2 separate regions of the Arachis hypogaea genome follow, and region 1 is linked to region 2. The links are chromatin contacts, called in public Hi-C maps. All regions are on one chromosome and are shown on one strand. The core of a region is the stretch at or near the end of the contact, and the rest is flanking DNA. Distances in the headings are between cores, read along the strand shown.

The links. A called contact is a pair of places that touch in the nucleus more often than the background predicts.
Region 1: a contact with region 2 is called in a Hi-C map of leaf, with 2.1 times the contacts expected there. The contact joins the promoter of LOC112791636 here to the enhancer-like site in region 2. A contact is called at or near these places in 3 of 8 Hi-C or Micro-C datasets (leaf and an unstated tissue).

The regions. Positions count from the first base shown.
Region 1 is chr3:130,571,004-130,576,991 of arahy.Tifrunner.gnm2.J5K5, reverse strand. LOC112791636 (glutathione S-transferase DHAR3, chloroplastic) reads right to left here and starts at 1,939. Exons shown (of 6, transcript XM_025834547.3): 1 at 1,503-1,939; 2 at 905-995; 3 at 646-789; 4 at 282-399. The coding sequence starts at 1,713.
Region 2 is chr3:130,526,265-130,531,874 of arahy.Tifrunner.gnm2.J5K5, reverse strand. LOC112791635 (DELLA protein 1) reads left to right here. Exons shown (of 1, transcript XM_025834546.3): 1 at 1-2,526. The coding sequence starts at 464. The coding sequence ends at 2,212. Among protein-coding and RNA genes, the nearest start is that of LOC112791635, 3.2 kb to the left of the region's middle. Within about 2 kb of position 3,689, at least 1 of the 3 cell types and tissues checked has open chromatin away from gene starts, as enhancers often do.

The sequences.
Region 1 (5,988 bases), core at 690-3,189, 47 kb before region 2:
AGACGTCTTATGCAAAGGGAGTAAAAATATCAGTGGTACATTTTACAGCGAATGTCTACAAGAATAAAGATAAAAATAGATTTTGGCATATCATGAATGGGTATGTGAGCTTTCATAATAACTCCATGACATATACACAGAAACGGCACAAAGATCAAACTTTGGTTCATCAAGGAGAACCATAGAAGATGGTAAATATGTTTATGACTTTATCAACAAATTACTGACCCAATAAAGAATGCAAACAATAGAAGAAAAAGAAAAGCAAAAATAAGTCGTACATTTTCCTTAAGGTAATCGTTGAAAGAGCTTAGTTCACTTAGCAATGCTTGCTCTGTTCCATCATTGGGATCTTTGCTCTTGAGAAATCCAATAAATGTAGAAAAGATCTTCGACCCACTACATACAAAAATTCATGCCTGTATTAGTCATTTGGAGGACATCTAATATATTCAACTTAATATTTAAGAATAAAAAGCTGACAGAGGAGAAAGCAAATGTTGCTAGACTTGTCTAATTTGCAGCAACCATGCTTCATTTTTCTCTCTAAATATTCCAAGCCAAGTACATCAAGCACAAGAAACACATAATAATAGCACAAAAGTATCTAGTAATGATCAGGAAATCTAGAAGATAGATACATACACTGTAGCTTTTTCGGGTGGGGTTACCAATGGTGGGCTAGGATACTTCTCTTCCAGAATTTGTGTGATGATATCCGAATCAGAAACCCACTTCTCATCAAGCTTTATGACAGGAACTTTACCCTCAGCATTGATTTTAAGGAACCTCAACCAGTAACACAAACAATAAGAAAAGGAACAAGAACAAGAAGAACAACAACAAATTGTAAACTCTTGTACAAAGGAAGAACTTAACAAAAAGAAATGAACCAGAAGATCACCATTCTGGCTTGTTGGTCAAATCTACCAACTTGGGGTCATAAGGAAGATGTTTCTCCTCAAGAGTCAGCAACACCCTTTGGCAGAAGGGACCTGAAGGACAATTCAAACAACCGTCACTAATTGATTATAGGAACCTCAAGTTCAAAGGTCAAAACCAAACATAAATATTTTCCTCCCTCAATTGAAGTCATATGAATAATTATTGATTCCAGACACACAAACTGAAACGAAACACATGATAACGCCACTGCCATTTTCTTCAAAGGCATCAAATTTCCACTCTAATAAACACAGTTTCAGAACTGAACTCCTCCTTTATTATTTCAGAACTAGGACTCAGACAATTTCATCAAAATTATACAATTCGAAAATAAGTTACATTACAATGACCATCCAATTCCAAGGCATAATATGGATGCAATTAAGCTCCTAAACCAAAAACAAAAGCAGCACTATTCACAACACACAAGCTCGTTCAAGTCATGGAGAATCACAGCACATGTCTGTGTGCATCCTGAATATGTATCATTTAATTTCAATTTTCCGAACAGGCAAAGCAATGGGAAGCTAAAATAAAGTGAAAGTTGGTGTTTTTACAGTCTCCGAGCTTGTTGGGAGTGGTTATGGAAGCTTTGACGCAGATTTCGAAGGGCGCAGAAGGCGGAGAAGAAGACATTGAGAGTACTTTGAGGGCGCTAGAATTCTTGGCATTCCTGCTGAGCGAAACGACGGAGTTGGGGCGGTGGCGGAGGTGGTTGAAGGTGGAGTAGAGCGCGCACGCCGAAGCTTGGATTCTGACGGTGGACATTGGAAGCTGATATAGTTTGAATTATTGGAATTTGAAGGGAGAAGAATGGAGAAGAATGATGATGAGGTTGCGTTTTCTTTTGTCTTCTGCCAAATGTTCTAAGTCTAACTACGTGTCACGTTTCACCTTTTACGTGCCAATTGCCATATCACCCCCAAAATAAGTGTTGCGGGTCGGTTTTGGCTTCATTTGGAAAACCCCGAACTGATTCTATTTTACTTGGTATGGATTGATTTGAATTTGAGGGTTTTTATAAGTGGAACTTGTTTTGACGGTTACCTAAAACGGTGATTTGGGCTTGGATATGAGATTTAGATTTTTTTTGAAGCAGTGTTCGTTCGATTTGTGTTGAGATGTCGTCGTTTGAGTTCTTCGTAAAGAGGTGAGAGGTGGTATCTACAAGAAATTTCGATGTTTAAGTTAGCAAATATTTTATGCAGATTTTTAAGGGGCACGCTACACATCCATGTAACCATGTAACTAAATTAATCCAATCCAAAATAGAGGCACGCGCATTAATGAGAGTGAAAACACGCGCCCGCTTATTATGAAAAAACGTTACTTCTTCCTCAGTTCTTCTTCTTCTTCTCTACTCGCGTTATAGACTTCACCGTTCTCCTCTGATCGCGTTTTCTTTCTTGTTCTTCTTCTTCTTCTCTATTCGCGTTCTTTGTTATAGATCTGGATTGACTTCAACGTAATTAGCTTTGTGGTTCTTCTTATTCTTCTTCGTTTTCTTCTTCGATCTGGACTTTTGAATTGAAACAATGAATGAATCAACTTCAAAATCAGTTGAATGAGTGCGATTTGGATTATTCTTCCGAAACGCATCACAATAATCTTAAATATTGAACAAAGTAAAAAGAGGCCACCGAACCGAACAACATTCATTTGGTGAACCGAAATCACAAAGGCCACCGAACTGAACAATGTACATGTGGTGAATAAATGGTGATCAACTTTCAATCAACAATAATAGTATTTTGCCATGCAAAAGAAGTACTGAACAGAGTAACAACCAATTTCAAAGCCCTAGTTACACTATCCACTGAACTGAAGAAGAAGAAGAAGAAGAACCTACGAGCGCAAATTTGAAAGAAGAAGGAGGAGGAGGAGAAAGAGGAAGAGAAATACTATTCTTGTTGATTGAAAGTTGATCACCATTTATTCACCACATGTACATTGTTGGTTCGGTAGCCTTTGTGATTTCGGTTCACCAAATGAATGTTGTTCGGTTTGGTGGCCTCATTTTACATGGAGAAATACTATTATTGTTGATTGAAAGTTGATCACCATTTATTCACCACATGTACATTGTTCGGTTCGGTGGCCTTTGTGATTTCGGTTCACCAAATGAATGTTATTCGGTTCGGTGGCCTCTTTTTACTTTGTTCAATGTTTAAGATTATTGTGATAGCATGTAGCAATCATTCCCTAGCTGTCTCAACGTAATAACCTCATTCAATTGATTTGAAGTTGAATCATTCATTGTTTCCATTCAGAAGTGTAGATCGAAGAAGAAAACGAAGAAGAAGAAAAACTACAGAGCTTATTACGTTGAATTTAATGCAGATCAATAATGAAGAATGCGAGTAGAGAAGAAAAACGCGAATAGAGGAGAACGACAAATTTTATTAGGTTGAAGAAGAAGAACAAAAACGTGATATGTTATATGAGACGCGTGTATAACAAACGACTGTGGGGTGGGAGAACGCGTGTGTGGAGGAAGTTACTTAGATAACATCCATGTATTTTTTACATGGATGTAGAGCTTTTCCTGATTTTTAATAGATTTAGTAGATTAGATGCTAAATATACCTGAAAGTATTAGTGTATTTATAAAAAAAATAATAATTAAAGAGTAGTTCTATCTTTGATGGTGGATGGCCGTTCCTTTTTATTAAAGAAGTTATTAAAATTTTCTTTCTAGACAGATAGAAGATATCTTATGAGTTAGTTACTTATCCAAATAAGTAAGATTGAAGTGTTGTCGTAATACCCTATTTCCACTAAATCAGGTAAATGTAGCTGTAGTTGAATTTCTTAAATGAGATTCTATTTATTTAGATTTGGTTATATTTTTTGGGATAGAATATGAAGAGACTTCAACTAATCTAAATTGATTAAATTCGAATTGAATCAGTTTAAATAGATAAATAATTAGGTATTTGATTGAAAATAAAATTCAACAAAACTTAAAAAAAAAAGAAAAAAATTAAAAAGTTTTCTAAATATTATAAATATATGATAATAATAATAATAAAAAATAAAAAACAATATATAATCAATTTAAATAAATATATTATTAGATTTTTTAATTAATATTAAACTAATTGAATAATTAGGTTGTTCAAATTTTATAATTTTAAAATTGATATTCAAATTAATTAAAGTCGAATTTAATCGAGTTTAACCTGATGGACTCGATTAGCCATAGGGTCAAAACAATTCATAGAAAGTGAATTATGTTTTAAATAAAAATTAATTAATTATTAACGACTAATTTATTTTTTAATTAATTTTTTAGTTTACCATACTAAAACAAGGGATATTGAGTTTTGTTTGTGTTTTTAGTATAGGAAAAATACTTTTTTAAAAAATAAATATTTATTTTAGTTTTTTATTCATTTTGTTTACTTTTAAAAAATAATAAATTTTGTAAAAAAATTAACTTATATATTTGTTTTTAAAAATAAATGTATTTATTTAAGTCACTTTTTAAGATATTTTTTAAGATTTTTTATTCCTCAATTTAATAAATTAAAGATTACTTTATTATAAATTTTAACTCTGTTTAAATTTGTAATCATTGTTTAAGTGAAAGAACAAATCAGTTTTTTATTATTAGTGTTGTGATAAGAATATCTTATTACATTTTATGTGGATGTCCATTTTTTATGAGATATAGTTTTTTAAGAATGACCGTATTTAATATAGTTTAAAAAAGTGTCATCATATACGTATATAAATAGAGGCTTAACCCCGTCACACAACACACAATCAATAATCAATATCAGTATTCTCTCTCTTATACTCTTCTCCCCCTTTTACATATGACCTTACTTGGTAATATATATAAATTACTTCTATTATATCAAAATAATTATATTGATGAACATAATATTAAGAGTTTTATATTTATATTTCTCTATCTTATATTTATATTTTCCTTATTTATTTATTTCACAACATGTTATCAGCACGAGACTCTGATCAAATTTTAGGAATACTCAGGTAACAAATTTTTATTATGTCGAAACTCTCTTATCTTGAATTTAATGCTCTTGATATATCTGGAAACAACTGTTTATCATGGATACTAAATGTTGAAATCCATCTTGATTCAATGGATCTTAAATATACCATTAAGGCTGAAAATAATGTATCTCAGAAAGATAAAGCTAAGGCCATGATTTTCCTTCGTCGTCATCTTGATGGGGGATTGAAAAATGAACATCTCACATTAAAAGATCTTGCAGATATGTGGAAAGACCTTGAAGAAAAGTATAATCATCAAAAGACGGTGTGGTACTTCCTCAAACTCGATATGAATGTATGCACTTGCGTCTGCATGATTTTAAATCCATAAATGAATATAATTCTGCAATATTTTGAATCACCTCGAGAATAAAATTATGTTGAAAAAAGATAATTGATAATGATATATTAGAGAAAACTTTCTCAACCTTCTATGCCTCGAATGTGCTCTTGCAGCAGCAGTATCGAGAAAAATGATTTAAAAAATATTCTGAACTAATTTCTTGCCTTCTTATTGCTGAACGCAACAATGATTGCTCTTAAAGAATCACGAAGTGTGCCCAGCTGGCGCTGCCCCATTTCCTGAAGTAAATGGAAAGGTTTTGGTAACAAAAAAAATTATGGAATGAAAAGGAATTATGTTCAAAAGAGAGGATCTCACCAGAAGTGGGATAAAGAAAGAAATTTTGGGCAAAATAAATCAACAGAGGATAAGTGTTTATATTGTGGTGGAAAGGGTCATTGGTCGCCTACCTGTCGTACCCCAAGCACCTAGTCGATCTTTATCAAGCACCTCTGAAAAAGGATGACAAAAGAAAGGAAACAAATTTTGTTTCAAATGATGCTGAAAATTCCACCACTCATTATGATATGTCAGATTTCTTTGAGGATCCTGAAGGAAATATTAGTTATTTGATCAATGATGGAATAGTTTAAAATGTGGGATTGTTAAGTATTCACGTAAATAAATAATGTACGAAACTTATTCTTAAGTTTTATTTTTTATGTATTTGAGTT
Region 2 (5,610 bases), core at 2,440-4,939:
TTCTTGCCATTGCGGTGCTGCCACGGCTCTTTGATGCCCTTTTTAACTATTTTGCCGCACCCCCTCTTCATTTTCTATTAATTCTTTTTATCTCAAAAAAAAAAAAACAAAATATCAAGCTCAATATTAGAAATTTTATGAAATGAAATATCAGAAAATATAAAGGAGGAAGAGAAAAATAAGAGAGTTCCATTATTATTATGGCTTCCGTTGTTCCTTATCTTTTTCCACTCTGAGGTTTCTCTCTCTCTCGTTTCGCGTTTGGACCTCTCACCCTTTTTTCAACCCATTTTCTTCTCTTCTCTCACGGCTCATACCAATTTTCAAACCTCATAACCTCCTTCTCCTTCCCCCTTCCCTCCATTCTCCCACTGCTATGTGACCCGATTGGAACCCCAATTCTAATCCTATCTCCATTCCCATCGTTTTCGGATTCTGCCTTTCTCTTGTTGCAATCAAAGAGATGAAGAGGGATCACAGTGAAGCTGGCTCCAGCTATGGCCAGCAAGGTAGCAGCAGCAGCAGCGTGGCCAAAGGCGAATGCTCGTCAATGTCGAGCGGGAAGGCCAAGATGTGGGAGGAAGACCATGACCCAAGCTCCGGCGGCGGCGGCGGCGGCATGGACGAGCTCCTCGCTGCTCTTGGTTACAAGGTTCGCAACTCAGACATGGCTGACGTGGCCCAGAAGCTGGAGCAGCTGGAGATGGTTATGGGTACCGCGCAAGAAGACGGAATTTCACACCTGGCTACTGACACCGTTCACTACGACCCTACGGATCTATACTCCTGGGTGCAGAGCATGATCAATGAGCTCAACCCTCCCCCAAGCACCGCTGCCGCAAACGGAACAAGCAGCTCACTGCTGTGCAGCTCCCAAATCGAGGAGAACCCCTCACGCGCCTTCACGGACGACTCTGAGTACGACCTGAGAGCGATACCTGGCATCGCCGTTTACCCTCAAAACGACGAACCCAGCAACAAACGGCTGAAAACGAATCGTGTTCCAGAAATTGGGTCAGAGGGTGTTCAAGAACCGACCCGGCCAGTTGTGCTTGTGGATTCCCAAGAAACAGGTGTCCGTCTAGTCCACACCCTCTTAGCCTGCGCGGAGGCAGTCCAGCAAGAAAACCTAAAGCTGGCAGACGCGCTAGTGAAGCACGTGGGGCTACTCGCGCAGTCGCAGGCCGGTGCCATGAAGAAAGTTGCATCTTACTTTGCACAGGCACTTGCGAGGAGGATTTACCAGATTTACCCTCAAGAAGCCATGGACTCTTCTTTCTCAGATGTGCTCCACATGCACTTCTACGAGTCCTGCCCTTACCTCAAATTCGCCCACTTCACAGCCAATCAGGCCATACTCGAGGCCTTCGCTTCTGCCACCAGGGTCCACGTCATCGATTTCGGCCTCAAGCAAGGGATGCAGTGGCCCGCACTCCTGCAAGCCCTCACATTGCGTCCCGGCGGCCCACCCACTTTCCGTTTGACTGGAATAGGCCCGCCGCAGACCGACAACACTGACTCCCTGCAGCAAGTCGGATGGAAGCTTGCACAACTGGCACAAACCATAGGCGTTCAGTTCGAGTTTCGCGGCTTCGTCTGCTCTAGCCTCTCGGATCTTGACCCCGAAATGCTTGAGATCCGACCCGGAGAAGCCGTTGCGGTTAACTCCGTTTTCGAGTTGCATCGCATGCTGGCCCGCCCCGGCTCCATCGAGAAAGTTCTTGGCACGGTTAAGAAGATCAAGCCGAAGATCTTCACGGTGGTGGAGCAGGAAGCCAACCACAACGGTCCAGTTTTTGTGGATCGGTTCACGGAGGCGTTGCATTATTACTCGAGTTTGTTTGACTCGCTGGAGGGATCGGTGGCGACGGGGTTGGCGGCGCCGCCGCCGACTGAGGACCTATTGATGTCGGAGCTGTACCTCGGGAGGCAAATTTGCAACGTGGTGGCGTGCGAGGGCACAGACCGGGTGGAGCGGCACGAGACGCTGACGCAGTGGCGGGCCAGGATGGGGTCGGCCGGGTTCGAGGCGGTCCACTTGGGGTCGAACGCGTTCAAGCAAGCGAGCATGTTGCTGGCGCTGTTTGCGGGTGGGGATGGGTACAGGGTGGAGGAGAACAATGGGTGCCTCATGCTTGGGTGGCACACCAGGTCCCTGATTGCGACCTCGGCGTGGAAGCTTCCACCCCTTTCTTCTGGCGGCGAGTCTTAGTGAGTTGACTCGGCGCGTGGGGCCTGAGTTGGATGGATGGATGGTGACCTTAATTATTACTACTGTTACTACTACTACTACTATTATATACTCTGTAGATTAATTGGGGATTATTATTGGGGAAATGGCATGGTTTGAAGAAAACTTTGGAAGAAGAGTGACTCAGTAACCGAGTGAAGTGAGTGAGAGAGTGAGCGAGTCAGAGGCAGAAGATAAATAAAAGGGGAGGGTAAAAGAAAAACAACCATAGCTTGTAATTTGTAATTGTACTTTTTACTCTGCGTCTCTCTTTAGTGATTTTCGCATTTTCCAAATCACATTTGTTCAATTTTTAAGTTGAATGGCCTTTTTTTTCTTTCTTGAATATGTTTGATTAATTTTTAATTACAGTTTGAAGTCTCCTCTTTCCCTTGTTGGGGACGGAGTGATCTAGGCGAGAAAATTGTATCTAGTCTTTGTTGTTACTGCCCTTTAAGAAAAGAAAAAGACTCTTGTCGTTGTTCCTCTTGGTTACACAATTTTATATATGGATCTGATTATTTTCAAATAATACCAAGATATTTCAGAAATAATGATTCTTTTCGTATAATGCTGATGGAAGATATTAACATCCACTCATCCAGCATAGACAGAATTTTGATCAGATCAGAGTGAGGTTGCACTCCACTAAGGTGAAGCTTTGAGCTTTTGATGATATAAGTCTCTAAACCAAAAAGGTTTAATTAAACGCGATACGCTAAAAGTAAAGGCTCAAATGATAACAATTGGTGTGTTTAATAGTTATAGAAAACTAGAAAAGCTAGTGTTATGTTAAAGTTGTTACATTATTTTACCAACTTGTTTCATTATCAGTGGTAACCCACGACTCTAGATGCCAAAAATTAGGCTGAGAATAATTAAGAACATGGACATCACAATATTCTGGCATTCTGTTAGTGGTTGTTGTCCATTAAACAGGGGAAACTACTCTGCTGCTGCGTTTTGCATGAACTGCAGAGGAAGCTATAGCCATATTTCACTGAACTCAGCTGAACCCATGAACACCAATACATAAATAAACAATCGCTGCAATTTAGTTTTTTTCTGAAGCATCTAAAGTCCTGACAGCCTCAATTGCAGTACCAATCAATATACAAGAATGTTGCCTCCTTAACTTCTAGTTTGTGACTTAAGAGTTATGGCCAAGTCAAAAGAATCAATATTTTTGTTCATGTAAGAGCTAGGAAGATATATATATAATAATAATTAGCCGAATTTCAGGAGTTCGGCACCAATTGGCAAAATAGTTGCAATAATTAGTTATTAGGCAATTACTTAATTATATCAATTTGGCCATAAATTAGTGCAAGTTGCCTCCGATCCTGTTTTAGGATAATGATATCATTTTGTAGTAAGCAACGAAGCATATCCGCATGTTTCTGCCTCTTCAAGCGTACAGCTGCAGTTTTCTGTTTACTTTATTTAAGATAAGTGTCTTTGTTAGCAATATTTCACATGGAACTCCGCTTAATTATTATTATCATCATAATGGCCTTTTGAAGGGTGGAGATTAACGCTTATAACTCCAAGTGGAGTAACAAATTAAAAGTGTGTTTATCGTACATGATATCTCAATAGTTCGCAATAAAGATCATGAAGAGTTCACCATTTGTGAAACATGACAAAATTCTTACCTCAAGGGATGGATTTAACAAATAGATAAACATGTATATGATTGTTCGAATCCTAAGTGCACAATAAAAATTTACTTGAGAATTCTTGTAACTATATCAATACCACTATTTTCATATCAAAACATCAATTATAAAATCTCTGTTTCAAACATGGTTCTAAATTACTAATCTTCCCTTAGCATTTCTCACGTTACTCACAAATATTTGTTACTTTGTTAGAATTGTTGAAAAGTCAAAGACGAAATCATTAAAGTGCAGGAACCATCATAACGAATAGTATACGACCATCCATTACAAATTGACATCTAAATTTACCTTTTATTAAAAGGGGGCACTAGAAAAACGAAAGTTTTAGAGGAAAATTTTCATCCAAGTTGGAGGCCGGGGGGGAAAAAGAGGATTAAGCAATTAGGCTGATCTTAAAACAAAAATTAGTTGCAGCTTTAACTGTTTTACCCAACATTATTATTGAGAATATTTGGTAACAAAAGAATATTCGCTAAAAATTATTAAAACTTAGCATTTTTTATTTTATTTAATATATTATATTATATAATAAATAAATATTAAATAAGATAAATTTAGACCGTTTGAATTAATACGTTATTCTTGAATAAATGAAGGTATGCATATACACAAGAGTGAAAACAAGAAACTATTGAGATTGTCGCTATATATAGTAGCATATTATGTGATATTTACTGTGGTCTTACTGGTGTTTATTATGGCATTTAAAAATTATTTTCTAATTACTAAAAATATTAAATAATTAAATTTAAAAAATAACGATAAATAATAAATCAAACAAAATTTAAGCAGCATATAAAAGAATAGCACCTTTACCCTCGTAATGTGAATATCACACTCACACACATCCTTTTAGCTATTTCTGCTTTGTACTTTATGATCACTAAGGTGAAGGTGGATATACAGAGAAAGAAGCTAGGTTCGTTCCTTATGAACCTAGGTAGGCCACTGTCTACTGATAGCGGTTGCCATCAAAGCCCAAGTTTGGTTATGTTTATCTGTTTCCGTTACTAAGTATATCAAATACATAGTAGGGGCCAGCTAATCTTAGCTTTCAAACTAGTATAAATTAAAGAAAAAAATAATCATTTTTTACACATCTCAAGTTGATGAGTGATTAATTCAGGGATTCAAAAAAAATAAATGTAATAATCCAATAATAATAAGATAAGGTAAGTGTTTATTACTTTTTTTTATATGAAAATAACAACTTGTGTGACTTACATGTCCCTGTTCTTCCTCGATCGTGTGCATTGCTGTCTGATGTATCTTTTTACTGTGAAATTATTGTGATGACACTGTAAGAGTGGACAGCTAGCACTGCATGAATGCATTGTTTATTACTTGAAGTAATTAATCAAAATTCAAAACTGATTATTATAAACATATTTATCAAAATACTTTTATTTAATAATATGTAAATATATAATAACATTACTAGTTTTAACCATTTATTATATTTAAAATGATGTCAAATTAAATTTCCTTACGTTTTCATCATCAAAATTAAACTACCCCTTCTAATTTGAGAAGGAACAAAAGATAAGATTGAAAAATAGTTCTTTTTACATGTCCTTTTCCATTAGAACCTTATAACTTTTGAACTCATGAAAAAAGAGAAGATATTTTCAACTTTCTTCTTTTGTTTGAAAGATTCTTATGTTTTGAAATCGTGGCTTCTTATTGTTGTATCTTTTT